Regions from separate parts of the Mus musculus genome. Here all the other regions are linked to region 2. A link is a contact called in public HiChIP or PLAC-seq data. All regions are on one chromosome and are shown on one strand. The core of a region is the stretch at or near the end of the contact, and the rest is flanking DNA. Distances in the headings are between cores, read along the strand shown.

Region 1 (3,945 bases), core at 295-2,794, 320 kb after region 2:
TCTTGTGCTTTCACTTTGTTATTTTTCGTTTTTAAAAACCTGGCTGTTTTGTTTTGTTATGTTTTCTAATGAGAAAAAGAAGGCATCGAGCTGAATAAATAGGGAAGAGCTGGGAAGATTTGGAGGAGGAGAAACTATGATCAGAATATATTGTTTAAAAAATTATTTTCAATCTAAACAACAGTGATCATGTACAATGTTTCTCAGTATCTGTTCCCCACCAGAACGACAGGACGATATGGTGGAATCCCACAGCACTCTGGGGAAGATTAATCACAGGCTTGAGGGAGAACAATGGTTGGGACTAGTGTACCACCCACAAGGGTAAGGTGCCATCGGATATCCCATTGCTTCTTTTATAATGGTCAAGTCCTGAGGTAGAGAGTAAAATGGGCTCTCCATTAAGACTGCTCTTAAACATAAGCTATGCCTTGAACAGTGTCCTATTAAGTCATAGATGCTGTGCTTTGATCACTGCTCAATGACAGGAAGTCCTCAAAGGACAGAGGAACGGGTCTACGCAGAAAAGTGTCACTCTCCATTACACAAAGATCGCCTGTCCTGCAGGAGAAGCCTGAGTTATACTGACCTGAAAACTATATACAGTGCTCCCATAAATGGTAGCCCTACTCTGCCATATGTCCAAGTCTTCTTGTACCCTGAAAATGTGTGAATCAATGGGGAAAGGAGGTTGAGTCATCTCATTCTCTGATGCTTCTCACACACCGAGGTCTTGCACTGAGGAGTGCAATTCACTAGGCTGAGGGATGCTCACGTTCATTCTGGAGGGTGGCAGAAAAGCCACATAAGGCTGGGTGAGGCAGCTGTGCTGCAGCTCCCTGACAATCCTCTTCAGCACATCTGCTTTAGTGAAGTGGATCCACTAGCCATGGTTTCAGTTACCCACAGTCAGCCAGAAGTGAGTGTAGCATTGGGAGATAGGAGGCAGCCTGTGCCTATGAGTTTTACCACAGCATATTGCTACAATTGGTCTGTTTGTAACTGCAAATAATCTTTTACTATGCCTAACTTATAAATTAAATTTTAACATAGTTATACATGTTCAGAAAAAGCATAACATATATAGATTCCTGCACTTTTCAGTCAGACATCCCCTGGGGTGTAGAAGTGTATCTCCCTCAAAAATAACAGGGACTACTGCATTAATAAGTAAACTTCTTACGGTTGCTATGTGTCTGGATATGCTGACAGCACTGCAAAGCTAGTAGGGAGGGAATACCACACTGCAGATGCCTATGTGGGGTAGCAGGATGTGGGCAGCAGACACCCTGGGAACAAGGCCAGGGCCAGCAAACACATCAAGCCCTCTAGTGTCATATACATAGCAACTCTTCTTTTTTAAAGTATGCTAATGCCAAAAAGTAAATATGCCCTCAAGGCTACTGCCCCAGGTAACTTCTAAGTTCTCTTTCTGCTCTGTTGGTCTGCGGTTTTATGAATGGTAGCCTGTTATGCAGACTCAGTTCAGAAAGTGGGTGGGCCATGACTTCAGAGGTATACTCACAGAAGGCTAGGAGTACAAACGTGCCCTAAGCCCTGACTAACAGCCCCAGGGCAAACCCCCACATTACAAAGACTCCGTGCCCACAGGCACACAGAAGCACCAACCTACTTCCTCTCTGACAGATCCAAACTATTCATGAAGGGTGCTCTGTTTTGCCCTTCGATCCCCATTAAAAGATGTGCAATGAAATAAAACTTTATGTTGAATATATCTGGGTATTTCACTAATTATGAGAATCTTGAAAGAGAATTGTTAAAAGGCAACATTTTATTTAATAAAAAGGCAATGCAGACTTCTATTTATCTTGTTTACATTTTCATTCCTTACATTAGATTTATTTATTTACACTCCATGTACAGCCCTGAAAAAAGATAATCATTAACAAAAAGGATGCATTCTTGTATGTAAAAATCTGTAGTGACTAAAATAACCAAATCAATACTCTGCTAATATAAACATGACTCAGGATTTTCTAAAAGCATAAATCCTAACAACTAAAATACTTTTCTCTAAAACTACCTGAAAAGGCTTTATATTTAGAACTCAAAATTGATGCTACCATGTAGCAACTTGGTACTAAGCTCTGGCTAAGGAACAACTGATACCTAGAGTAAACAATGCATGGGCTGCTGCTCTGGGCATTGTCAAAAACTGTGCTTACTGCTAGACTTGATGCCCTCGGCTTCAGAGCTATGCCACCTCACTGGATACTTCCTTATTGCAGTGATTTGATTATGGCTTGGTTCAGGGAGTGGCACAATAGGAGGTGTGGCCTTGTTGGAAGAACTGTGTCACTGTGGGGGTGAGCAATGAGACCCTCCTCCTAAACACATGGGAGCCAGTCTTCTCCTAGTAGCCTTCAGATGAAGATGTAGAACTCTCAGCTTCTCCTGCACCATGCTTGCCTGGACACTGCCATGCTCCTGCCTGGGTGATAATGGACTGAACCTCTGAACCTGTAAGCCAGCTCTAGTTAAATGTTGTCCTAGTAAGAGTGCCTCAGTTATGGTGTCTCTTCACAGCAGCAAAACCCTAACTACGACACTTATCCACAGCAGCCTGTCAAGACAGCAGGGCAGAGCATGTTGTATATAGGTATCTCAAGCTCCACTTAGGAGCCAGGAACCTGGGAGCAAGTTTGGAGCCCACTCTCCTTACCTCAAGCATGCTAGGTGGAAGGAGGGAAGACTAAGGAAACCCAGCCTCAGCAAAGCTGAGGCATGCTGCTGTCACTCTAGCCCCAGCTCCCGAGCCTTTGGGTACTTACCCTAAGCATGCAAGGTAACCCCATGTACTATGTCACCTCTAGCCAGCAGCATATCCTGACAGGCAGGACACCATGGTGCCCAGCAGGGCAGGGGGCTTGGTAATCAGGCTATGGGTTCCCTTCTCTACAGGGGTTACCTTACACGCTCAGAGTAAGTGCCCAATGGATTAGGAGGTAGAGCTAGAGTGACAGCAACATACCCCTGTGTGGGGGCCCACTATTTACAACCCGGAGAATAGGGACAGAAAGCTGGAAGCTCACACCATGACTTATGCTACATCTGTAAGAATTCATGTCTACCTCTGGCAGAGAAACAGAGCAGAGAGGTCTAGAGCCTGATACCCACATAAGTTATTTTGCATTAAAAAGCTAAGGAAGCTAAGTGCTCCAGGCCCATCATAAAAAGGGAACTGTAGCTTCATGTCGTACTATCATCCACATAAAAGAATGACTGATGGTCAGAAACAAATAGTCAGGGGCCAAGAGAACTCCCATATTGCCCACAGGCTAGATGTGGGCCTGGCAACATTGCTCCCAGGGTGGGCAGCACATCTATACATAGTTGTCCTAAAGCTACATTCCATGTCCATGGTTATTTTCCTACAAGTCCTGCTTCAATTAAAGAAAGAAGAAAGAAGCAAAGGACGAACAAAGAAAACAAGTTCCTGAGAACCAGAGAGTGCTGGTCCCAAGCACAAATTTAGTGAGAAAAATGGAACAACACAGGGCTTTCACCTGACCAAGCAATCTGCCTTCTACTGCACTCCCTAAGGCAACAGCCCAGAGCTACAATACAAGCCCGTCCCAGAGGTCAGAGGTCAGAGGTCGGAGGTGAGAACTGAATGCCCATCCATCCATCTCCAGCTCAGGTTATGGTAGCGCCAGGCTGGGAACCGTGGCCTCTCGGTCTGTGAGTGAGATGATGCACAAGATAAAACACTCATGGCTGAAGCACCCAGTGTAACTATGATTAATAAAGAAAGCACATAGGAAACAGGGAAATATGTTTAAAAAAAAAAGATAATATGGACCTCAAAGAGGATGATTTCTAAAATCTATCACGGCTAGGGAGGTGGCTAGGTAAGTGCATGCTGTACAAGGATGAAGTCGTCCAGAGCCCCTGGACCAACACAGAAACCAGACGGGCATGGCA
Region 2 (4,064 bases), core at 513-3,012:
TGAGGAAAATACGTAATAAAAAAAATGTGGAAAAAAAACCTAAGACACCTCTCTCTCTCTCTCTCTCTCTCTCTCTCTCTCTCTCTCACACACACACACACACACACACACACACACACACACACACTGATCTATCATCTATGGATTTAATTGGGGGCTTGCTTACAATTCCAGTGGCTTGGTCCACTGTCATCACGGTGGGAAGCTTGGTAGCAGCCAGGCATGTTGCTAGGGAAGTAGCTGAGAGCTATACTCTGATCCACTGTGCAGCAAGCACACAGACACCCAGACACACAGGTGCTGGCTAAGTTCAAAGCTTACTCCCAGTGACTCATCTCCTCCAACAAGGACATACCCTCCTAATCTAAATAGTTTACTAACTGGCCTGCAAATATATGAGCCAAGGGGAGTCCTTCTTGTTCAAATCTCCCTGGAGATCTTATACAGAATCAGTGAGAGGAGTCTGAGGCCACTTTTCAAAGCAAAAGCTTAAAAACTGTGTCCATATCGTCTTACTTATTTAGCATAAACTAATTTTAAGTAGGGCTAAACTATTGGTTAGAGTTCTGCCTTCATTGTTGTAAAGCTAGATAGTAACAAAGATGAGGTCTGTAACAAAGAACGGATGAAGCTAGCATCTCCGACTGGAAGAGACTGTTGGGTGTGCTGATTTTGTACAGGATGCCTCCTAGTGCCCTCGTGTCAGGCTACGTGCCAGGTACTTAACATAGAAGGCAGGTAAACATCTCATGTGATAAAGCCGAGGAAGTTGTGAAACACCTGTGTAAGGTGACACAGTTCAGGAGCCTACGGTCAATGGCTGCGAGGACTATAGCCAAGCTTCCTCACGTTACTTATGCCTGGGAACTTCCTATAAGAAGGCAGGCAACTTTTCTTTCTTTCTTTTTCTTTTTTTGTTACGTAGGGTGAATTGTTTCTGCCTTAATAAGGAGGAAACAAGGGCTAGGGTTGAATCTCATTAACATAAATGTGAGTCGTCCGACCTGAAAGCGGAATTTATTTGAATATCAGGGGTTCCTTTGGGGTATAAGGAGCGAAGGAGCTTGGAGAAGAAACCTCTGGATCCAGTCCTTCTCTTCGATCCAGGGTTCTAGCTTTCCAAGTTTGCTTATAGGTTAGCTACTACTCAAGTCTGGGAGAGCAAGGTTTCCTTCTAAAGCTTTCTCAGCCTCCTGTACTAAAGAATTCCTGGGCTCTAATAAACTGGCCAGGACGCTGCGGAGGCAGCTGAGGTCGGGTTTCCTCTCCTCCCCCACTAGGAAGTGGTCCCGCCTGGAGGTTGGGGGTGGGGGGGATGGAGTAAAAAAGTGTCTGGATGGGAAAGTAAATAAATGCAAGGCAAATAAATAAAGAAAATGCCCACAAGCAATTACTGGGAGGAAGTGACATTTTTATGTAAGTCACTTTTCTGACAGACACCAGGCCTGTTTGGCTGAGAGTGCCGTGGGAATGCTTGGGGGGCGGGGTAGGGAGGTCGCTGTAAGGCTCCCGACGCACAGCCGGGTGCGGAGACCACCCGGTCTCGTGGGCTGCAAGTGGCACCTCCTTATCCCTAGCAGCCCCTCCCGGGTGCCCCCAGCTCCAATCTAGAGCGGGTTACGGCTTGAAGCCCCCAGGCGGCGCTTTCCCGAGGCCTGGCTGGGACTCCCAGGTGGGTCCCCCGCCCCGCGTGCGCCGGGCTGGGCCGGCCCCTGGGCGGCGTCACGGCAGCCAGGGAGGAGCGCGGGCGGGGAGCGCGCGGAGGCGGGCGCTGCGCGGGAGGGTCGCCGCCGCGGATCGCAGGCCGGTGCGCGCGGCCGAGCGGGCGGCGGCGGCGACGGTGGTGGTGAGGAGGGCTCGGCGGCAGGCAGGCTCGGGGCTCCCGGGCCGGCGGGGTCCGCCGGGTCCAATTGCGTCCGCTTGGTGGCGGGAGGAGGGAGCGGTGCAGACAAAGAGCGGCATCTGGGCGGGCGCAGCGCGGCCGCCGCCCCGGGACTCGCGCTGCTGCCCTCCGGCCTCGGCGTGCACTGTGCGGCGAGGTAAGGCGATGGCGGGGGCTGCAAACTTGGGCCGGTCCGTGGAGTTGGAAGAGAGGGGCGAGCGGGCCGCGGCCGCCCGGGGAGGGCCAGGGAGCGCGTACCCCTGCGTACCCGGCCGGTGCCCTCAGCCCCGCCGCGGCCTGGCGTCCCCGGGCACCCGCACCTCGGATACACACACCTTCCTGCGAGCCCTCGCCTCCCTCTGCCTGGGGCTGGCGTGGGGGTGGGGCGCCCTCCGCGGGCGGACTCCGGGGACCAAGGACCCAAAGCCCTCGGGAACACTAGCAGCCCTGGCCTGTGGGCGGGCGTGGGACCGAACAGTGGCCAGGTCGCCGGGCGCGCGTGCCTGGGAAGAATAGCCTGGGATCTGAGGGCCACAGCGCTAGGAAGCGGGAGGCTGCGATGGCCGGGGAGAACTTCCAGTATTTAGAACTATTCGTGATCCGGCACAAAGCTGCTGTCACGTTCCATAAAGGAGGTCCTTGCCTCGGCGCAGGGCGCTTTTGTGCCTGGTTCCTTCCAGTCCCTGCGCCCGGTCCCGCATTTCCAAGACTTAAACCTCCTCAACCAAAGTTTTTCCCGGTTGCTCTGCCCCCTCAGTTTATTTATTCAGGGCGATTTAAGCAAGTGGTTCTGCAAGAATTTGATGTGTGACTTTTAATGCCCCGGTGGCACCTCCCTTTTGAGCGCTGTTAGCTTGGCATTGTGTGGAGAGGTTTGATTTGCAAAACGCTGTTATTTATACACAACAGCGATCCTCCCGGAAGGTGTGCGCGGGTGGTGGTTAATGGATAGCAGAGGTGACTTACAGTAGTATTGTGAACAGCTTGGGGACACAGCTGGGTGCCAAGTGGAGTGGGCCCTGCCACCCTAACCCATTCAGGTTGGCCGCTTCCTCCTTATTTGGCTCTCCTTATTTTGCTAACAGGTTTAAGGCCAGTCTTGCCAAGTTTGCGTCTGTGTGTGGGATGAACAGGTCCGAGTTTGGGCTGGAGGTGCACAGGCCTGCTCCTTGGTTGACCCAAAAAGAAACAGCCCGTTGGCCAGTGGGCGTGGCTTGCTGGTATCCTCCCCTGGAGACTTCTCTGCTCCTCTCCCAATACAGGCTTTTCTGCAGAGATTTTGAGGAGGAATGAGAATAATTTTGGGTGTGTTTCCAGCCTGGGTTTTTTTTTTTTTTTTTTTTTTTGGTATAGTTAGCAACTGTGGTTTTTCTAGTCTAAAGGTCACTACTTTATCAGAACATCTCAACTGTGCTGTGGGCACTCCCTCCATTCACTTTCCAAGTGTTTATAGATACAGAGGTAGAAACCGGACTTTCTCGTGCATGTGCCTGGTTTATGTAGCGAAGGCAGCCAGTGAACACAATGGAGAAAGTGCACTTTAGACAGATAAGGTTTTACACCTTCGGGTCTTTCCTAAGTGACCACAAGTGACAATCCTCCCTTAAACTTTCTCACCTCCTGGTAGGTTAGCGTAGTTTTGATTGAAGAACGTAAAGGTCCCAGTGACCTGAAGCTGAAATGAGAACTTTGTGCAGCTGTAAAGCTTTGACTTACAGCTTACTGCCTGTCTTGCTCTCAGTTTCTTACACGTGCTTGAACAGAGCCCCAGTTTCAGGGTTGGAAGTTGCTATGTGAGCTCTGGACACTTGATAGGCGATTTGCCCACCGATGGAGAGACGACTGACCCCCTTTAAAATGGGTCGAACTTATAAAAGGTGGTTTCCAACTCCTTGTAGGCTCTTCAGTCCATTTCCAGGCTTTCAGTTTTGCTTTCCCCATGGGTCCTTGCTTCAGTCTTCTTCCTCCCTTTCTCTTTGATCCGGGCTTATTCCTGACCTCTGTCTTGAACATTGGGGTACTGAACATTGCTGACAAACAGCAGCACCCAGGTGTTTGAGAAATGTGCTCTCATCCTTGCTAAATCTCTCCAGAGCTTTCCTTGTTGGAGCAGACCGAATGACCCCTTGAAAACAGCCCGATAGTCACTGATTGCATAGTGACCTGTAGTCCTTTATTTGAT
Region 3 (4,062 bases), core at 528-3,027, 300 kb before region 2:
GTTTTCTTGCATTCCTGGCACTTGGACGAGTATTCATTGGAATAGCAGTCGGTGCACAGCAGCTGTTCCTCCTTGGCAGCAAAGGGCTTGTCCACCAGCGAGCTTCCACACCGGGAGCAATGGAAGCAGCCTTCATGCCAGTGCCGATCCTTGTAGGACAAGTCCTAGAGAGGCAGACACACAAATCGTCAGAGGCGGGACAGGAGAGGTGACACTACTGTCTGACTCAGAGCACAGGGGCCTTGGTGCACTACATTGCTGGAGTGGGTGGGTAAGAGAGGGAGGGGGAGGGCGAGGAAGGACGGCAGATTTGCCTGTGGACAAGCCTGTGCTGTATTTTCTTGATTGGTGATTGATATGGGAGAGACCAACTTACTATGGGCTGGTGGTCCTGTGTGCTATTTAAAAAGCAGGCTAAGCAAGCCACGCGGAAGTGACAAGCCAGCAATCAGCTCTTCTCCTCTGCCTCTGTATCTGTTACTGCCTCCCTGTTCCTGCTCTGACCTCCTTTAGTGATGGAGTGTGGGCTGAGAGTTGTAAGCTGAAACAAGCCTCTCCTTTGGATGTCTCTTTTGGTCTTGCTGTTTTCTCACAGCATGAGAAACCCTAACTTAGACACTGAACTAGGAGGCCTTGTTTCTGAGAGGTTCACGTTCCTCTGAACCCAGTTCTCTCCATGTCAGTGGGTTGGTCCTTTGAAGAGATGGATCAGAGACATGGCTGACACACATGCTGGACTCCCGTAAGTCTAAGTATGATGAGAGTAGGCAGTGAGAGAGCAGAAACCTAAACCTGTCTTTTGAAGGTTAAATACTGAAAGTAATTTTAGAAGAAAAAAAAATTTGGTGGGGAGATCATATGTACTTCGTTGTATATTTTGATAAGTGAAATGCAATATAATCTGCTTTAATTTGAGACCACCTGTCGGTGTGTTAAGTCACTACAAACTGCTAAGCTCATGCAATGTGTACATTATCATTATATGATATGTCATATACATATATTGGTATCATTTGGGATTAGGTATAACCTGGACTCTTTCCATACATATTCCCCATTTTTAAACTTAAACCCCTTATGGGGCCCAAGTAGCAGACAAAATAAAACAAACAGAAAATAAACGGCAGATATTTGCACGGTGAATGATGGTAATTAGGACCATGTTGTAAGCTCACGATACTGCATAGCCCTGAAATATAGTTAGTACTGAAGCTCAGAGACACTTCTAAGCTTCTCCACAGTCACACAGCTGGCATGTACCCAAGTCAGGCTGTGGTATGGTTTCCACTCACTGAACCATACCAGATGGGCGTTGAAAAGGGCCAGCTTTTTCAGAAGTTAGCTGGCCTTCCGCTGTAATACGTCATCCCACTAATGAGGGTTTTCGGTGGAAAGGCTACAGATTGCTTTCCACGGCCACCCACCATTGGACAGAAGTGAAAGAGAGAAGTCAGAAGCCTTTCTTGTAAGGTGGCCTACTGTCACCTGGCAGCAACTCTGCTCAGGGAGTGGGCACTGCACACACCAAGGGGTCACTTTTAGCTAGCAAGGAGAAAAGCTGCACAATTTTGTTACTTTTCGCTGTGACAGAACACCACAATCAAGATAACATAAAGTATTTAATTGGGCTTAAAGTTTTGGGGGATTAGAAGCCATGATGGTAGAGCAAATGCATGGCGATGAGAAGAGCTCAGCTCTCACATCTCAGAACTGTAGGCTGGAGGCAGAGAGTGTGCCACCAGATGTCACCAGTCCCACACAGACTATCGAGAAGGACAGAGTCCTTTGCATTGGTGTTATGAGACATTTGCAGAGAAACCAGCTGAATGCTCTAATTGGTCTAAGGTTTTACGGAAACTCAGAACATTTCTACAACAAAAACACAGCTGTGGTTAAAGACTGCCTAGCTGACAGTCATTTGACACTTGAAAGTTTGACCTTAAATATGAACACTGTCATGTCCTCTAGATGGACATGGCCCATCCCACTCAGAGAGCCAAGTCAGGCATGCAGAGATCACAGAAAGTCTATGAAGAGTCAGACAGAGCCATCCCTGCTGTCCTCTCGTGAACGTGGCTCTCAGTGCACGTTTCCTGAGGCCTTCCGAACTCACCTGTCTCTCTTGTGCATGCACACACTCAACATAGATAACATAGTACATATTGATCATTCTTAAACCTTTCTGACAGAAATTGAGAACACTAGGCTGATTCTATGACAGGCTTCAAACTAGCAGTAAAGGAGACTAGTCATACATATTTGTTTCCAAGAAATGGGCAAGTCCAGGCAAGTCCAGGCCTCAGAAGCTGCCCCAACACCTAGTCTAAGGCAAGGACGATGGGTTAACAACAGTTTCCAGACTTCCTCAGCAATGTCCTCAGCAAGAGTTTCCAGCCCCCATGCCCTGGTAATGCAATGTCCCTAGAGATGGAGTAAGATAAGGGTCACCTTCCCCAGAATGCCCTAATCGGGTCTTTGAACACACTTGTTTGTTTCCCTATCTTGGTAATGAGAGACCCCAGCATGCTGGACTTCTGCAGAATAAAGCATTCTTTGCATTTACATACTATTTGAGTCTGGGGTATCATACTTCAGCAAATCATGGACCCTCACAAAATGTTTTCTCTGTAGGTAAATGTCAGCCTCTGATTATATGCCTGAAGTCAGTGGTAGACCAAAAAGGAAAATACCACTAAACAGCGTTGTACCACCATTGCTGGCAGGTCCTGGAGGTGGGGTGTAAAGGGTGGGGTGGGGGGAATCCCTGTTTCAGGGGATTCCCCTGTTCCAGCTAGAGTTGGTGATGGACTTTCTGGCTCAACATCGGAGTATGTGTGATGTGCAGGCAGTAGGAAGGTCTCCTGTGTGTCATATGCCTTACATGACTAATGCTATTGGGGGCTGGGTACCCCTGAGGTCACAGAAGCAGGAGACTCAACAATTAAGCTCAGGGGCCCAAGAGCCAGACCAATTATACCCTTGATCCTCCACCTACCAGCTGCATAGCTAGGGCAAGAAGCAAGCCCCTCAACCCCAGGCTTCTCACTGAGAATACAGAGGGCAGGTGCCCGCTCTCGGCTGTGACAGAAACAGTAAACACACAAAGCGCTTGTGGCAGCTTCTGCTACGTAGAAACCGTCTAGTGAGTGCCAGCTCACAGTCAACCACGAAAGCAGTGACCTCAAAGTGTCACTCACCGGCACTAAATTTCCACACGGAGATGGTAATAAAAAATCAGAATTTTTTTTTTCTTTCTTTCTTGTGTCTCCTTGGGTTTTTTGTTTTGTTTTGTTTTGTTTTTGTTGTTTTGTTTGTTTTTTAGCTTACCAGAGAGACCAAGCCTCAAACTCAGCATCCTCTTTCTTGGCCTCCCGTGAGCAAGGGTTCCAAGTATGAGCTACCACACCCTATTTAAAAATTTTAACATCTTAAAATCTCCACAGTAAGAATTCCAGTGCTCGATAATTTTGTATAGTGCTTTCAAACTTCCTTTAGTTCTTATAATCTAAAAATATGTTTCTAAATTCAACTTGCCTATTTTGAGCCATACAATTACCCTATGAGATAAGACTTTGTGTTTATTCTTGAGCAGATTTGACACTAGGATGCAAAAAGTTATGTTTCCCCAGGCATTCCCCACCCTCCAACCCCCAAATTTCCACCTTTACTGATTCAACAAACCAAACTGTGCTTCCGTTTTATTTTATTTCATAAAGGTGGTACATCAGTGTCAGCCTTTTCCAAGTCAGTCCCTGCATGCTCGCCCAGCCTGGGCTTGCCCCAGCACTTTTACCCGTCCATTTGCTCAGCTGCACACAGAGCACACATCTTACCTGTCCTTCGAGAGTCCGCCCAGTGCCCTGGCCAACACAGAACCTCTGCATTTCTTTGAAAGCCACACCTCACCCATGAGGCCATTGGGCAATTCCTGGAGCTCTGAGGCTGTGCTCTTTGACTCTGAGATCACTTGATACCATCTCAGCTTCCACCTAGTCCCGGAGCTTGCTGTATTAATCAGGAAGTGGGCAAAGGGCTTGTGTGAGAAGATGGTGACTGAGACTG

Evidence for each region. HiChIP or PLAC-seq counts read pairs in DNA pulled down with a chosen protein or histone mark.
Region 1: a contact with region 2 is called in a FOXA1 HiChIP or PLAC-seq map of pancreatic cancer cells. The contact joins the enhancer-like site here to the promoter of Nck2 in region 2. A contact is called at or near these places in 3 of 39 promoter capture datasets (the C10 cell line, cranial neural crest and pre-B cells), 6 of 115 datasets of contacts at active chromatin or transcription factors (double positive thymocytes, embryonic forebrain, embryonic stem cells and 3 more) and 1 of 9 other capture datasets (liver).
Region 3: a FOXA1 HiChIP or PLAC-seq map of pancreatic cancer cells shows a contact between it and region 2. The contact joins the enhancer-like site here to the promoter of Nck2 in region 2. A contact is called at or near these places in 6 of 39 promoter capture datasets (the 3T3-L1 cell line, the HPC-7 cell line, cranial neural crest and 2 more), 1 of 15 datasets of contacts at CTCF or cohesin (large pre-B cells), 26 of 484 Hi-C or Micro-C datasets (the AML12 cell line, B cells, the C2C12 cell line and 19 more), 14 of 115 datasets of contacts at active chromatin or transcription factors (the SCID.adh cell line, T-cell acute lymphoblastic leukemia, bone marrow-derived dendritic cells and 10 more) and 3 of 9 other capture datasets (adipose tissue, embryonic stem cells and liver).

The regions. Positions count from the first base shown.
Region 1 is chr1:43,767,312-43,771,256 of GRCm38.p6, forward strand. All of the region lies in intron 9 of Uxs1 (UDP-glucuronate decarboxylase 1), which reads right to left. Among named protein-coding and RNA genes, the nearest start is that of Ecrg4, 39 kb to the left of the region's middle. Within about 2 kb of position 1,545, at least 67 of the 459 cell types and tissues checked have an H3K27ac peak or open chromatin away from gene starts, as enhancers often do. A contact at or near this core is called in double positive thymocytes and pancreatic cancer cells, where this site is marked.
Region 2 is chr1:43,443,989-43,448,052 of GRCm38.p6, forward strand. Nck2 (non-catalytic region of tyrosine kinase adaptor protein 2) reads left to right here and starts at 1,763. Exons shown (of 5, transcript NM_010879.3): 1 at 1,763-2,039.
Region 3 is chr1:43,141,709-43,145,770 of GRCm38.p6, forward strand. Fhl2 (four and a half LIM domains 2) reads right to left here. Exons shown (of 6, transcript NM_010212.4): 3 at 1-164. Among named protein-coding and RNA genes, the nearest start is that of Fhl2, 20 kb to the right of the region's middle. Within about 2 kb of position 1,778, at least 49 of the 459 cell types and tissues checked have an H3K27ac peak or open chromatin away from gene starts, as enhancers often do. A contact at or near this core is called in the C2C12 cell line, the SCID.adh cell line, Th1 cells and 4 more, where this site is marked.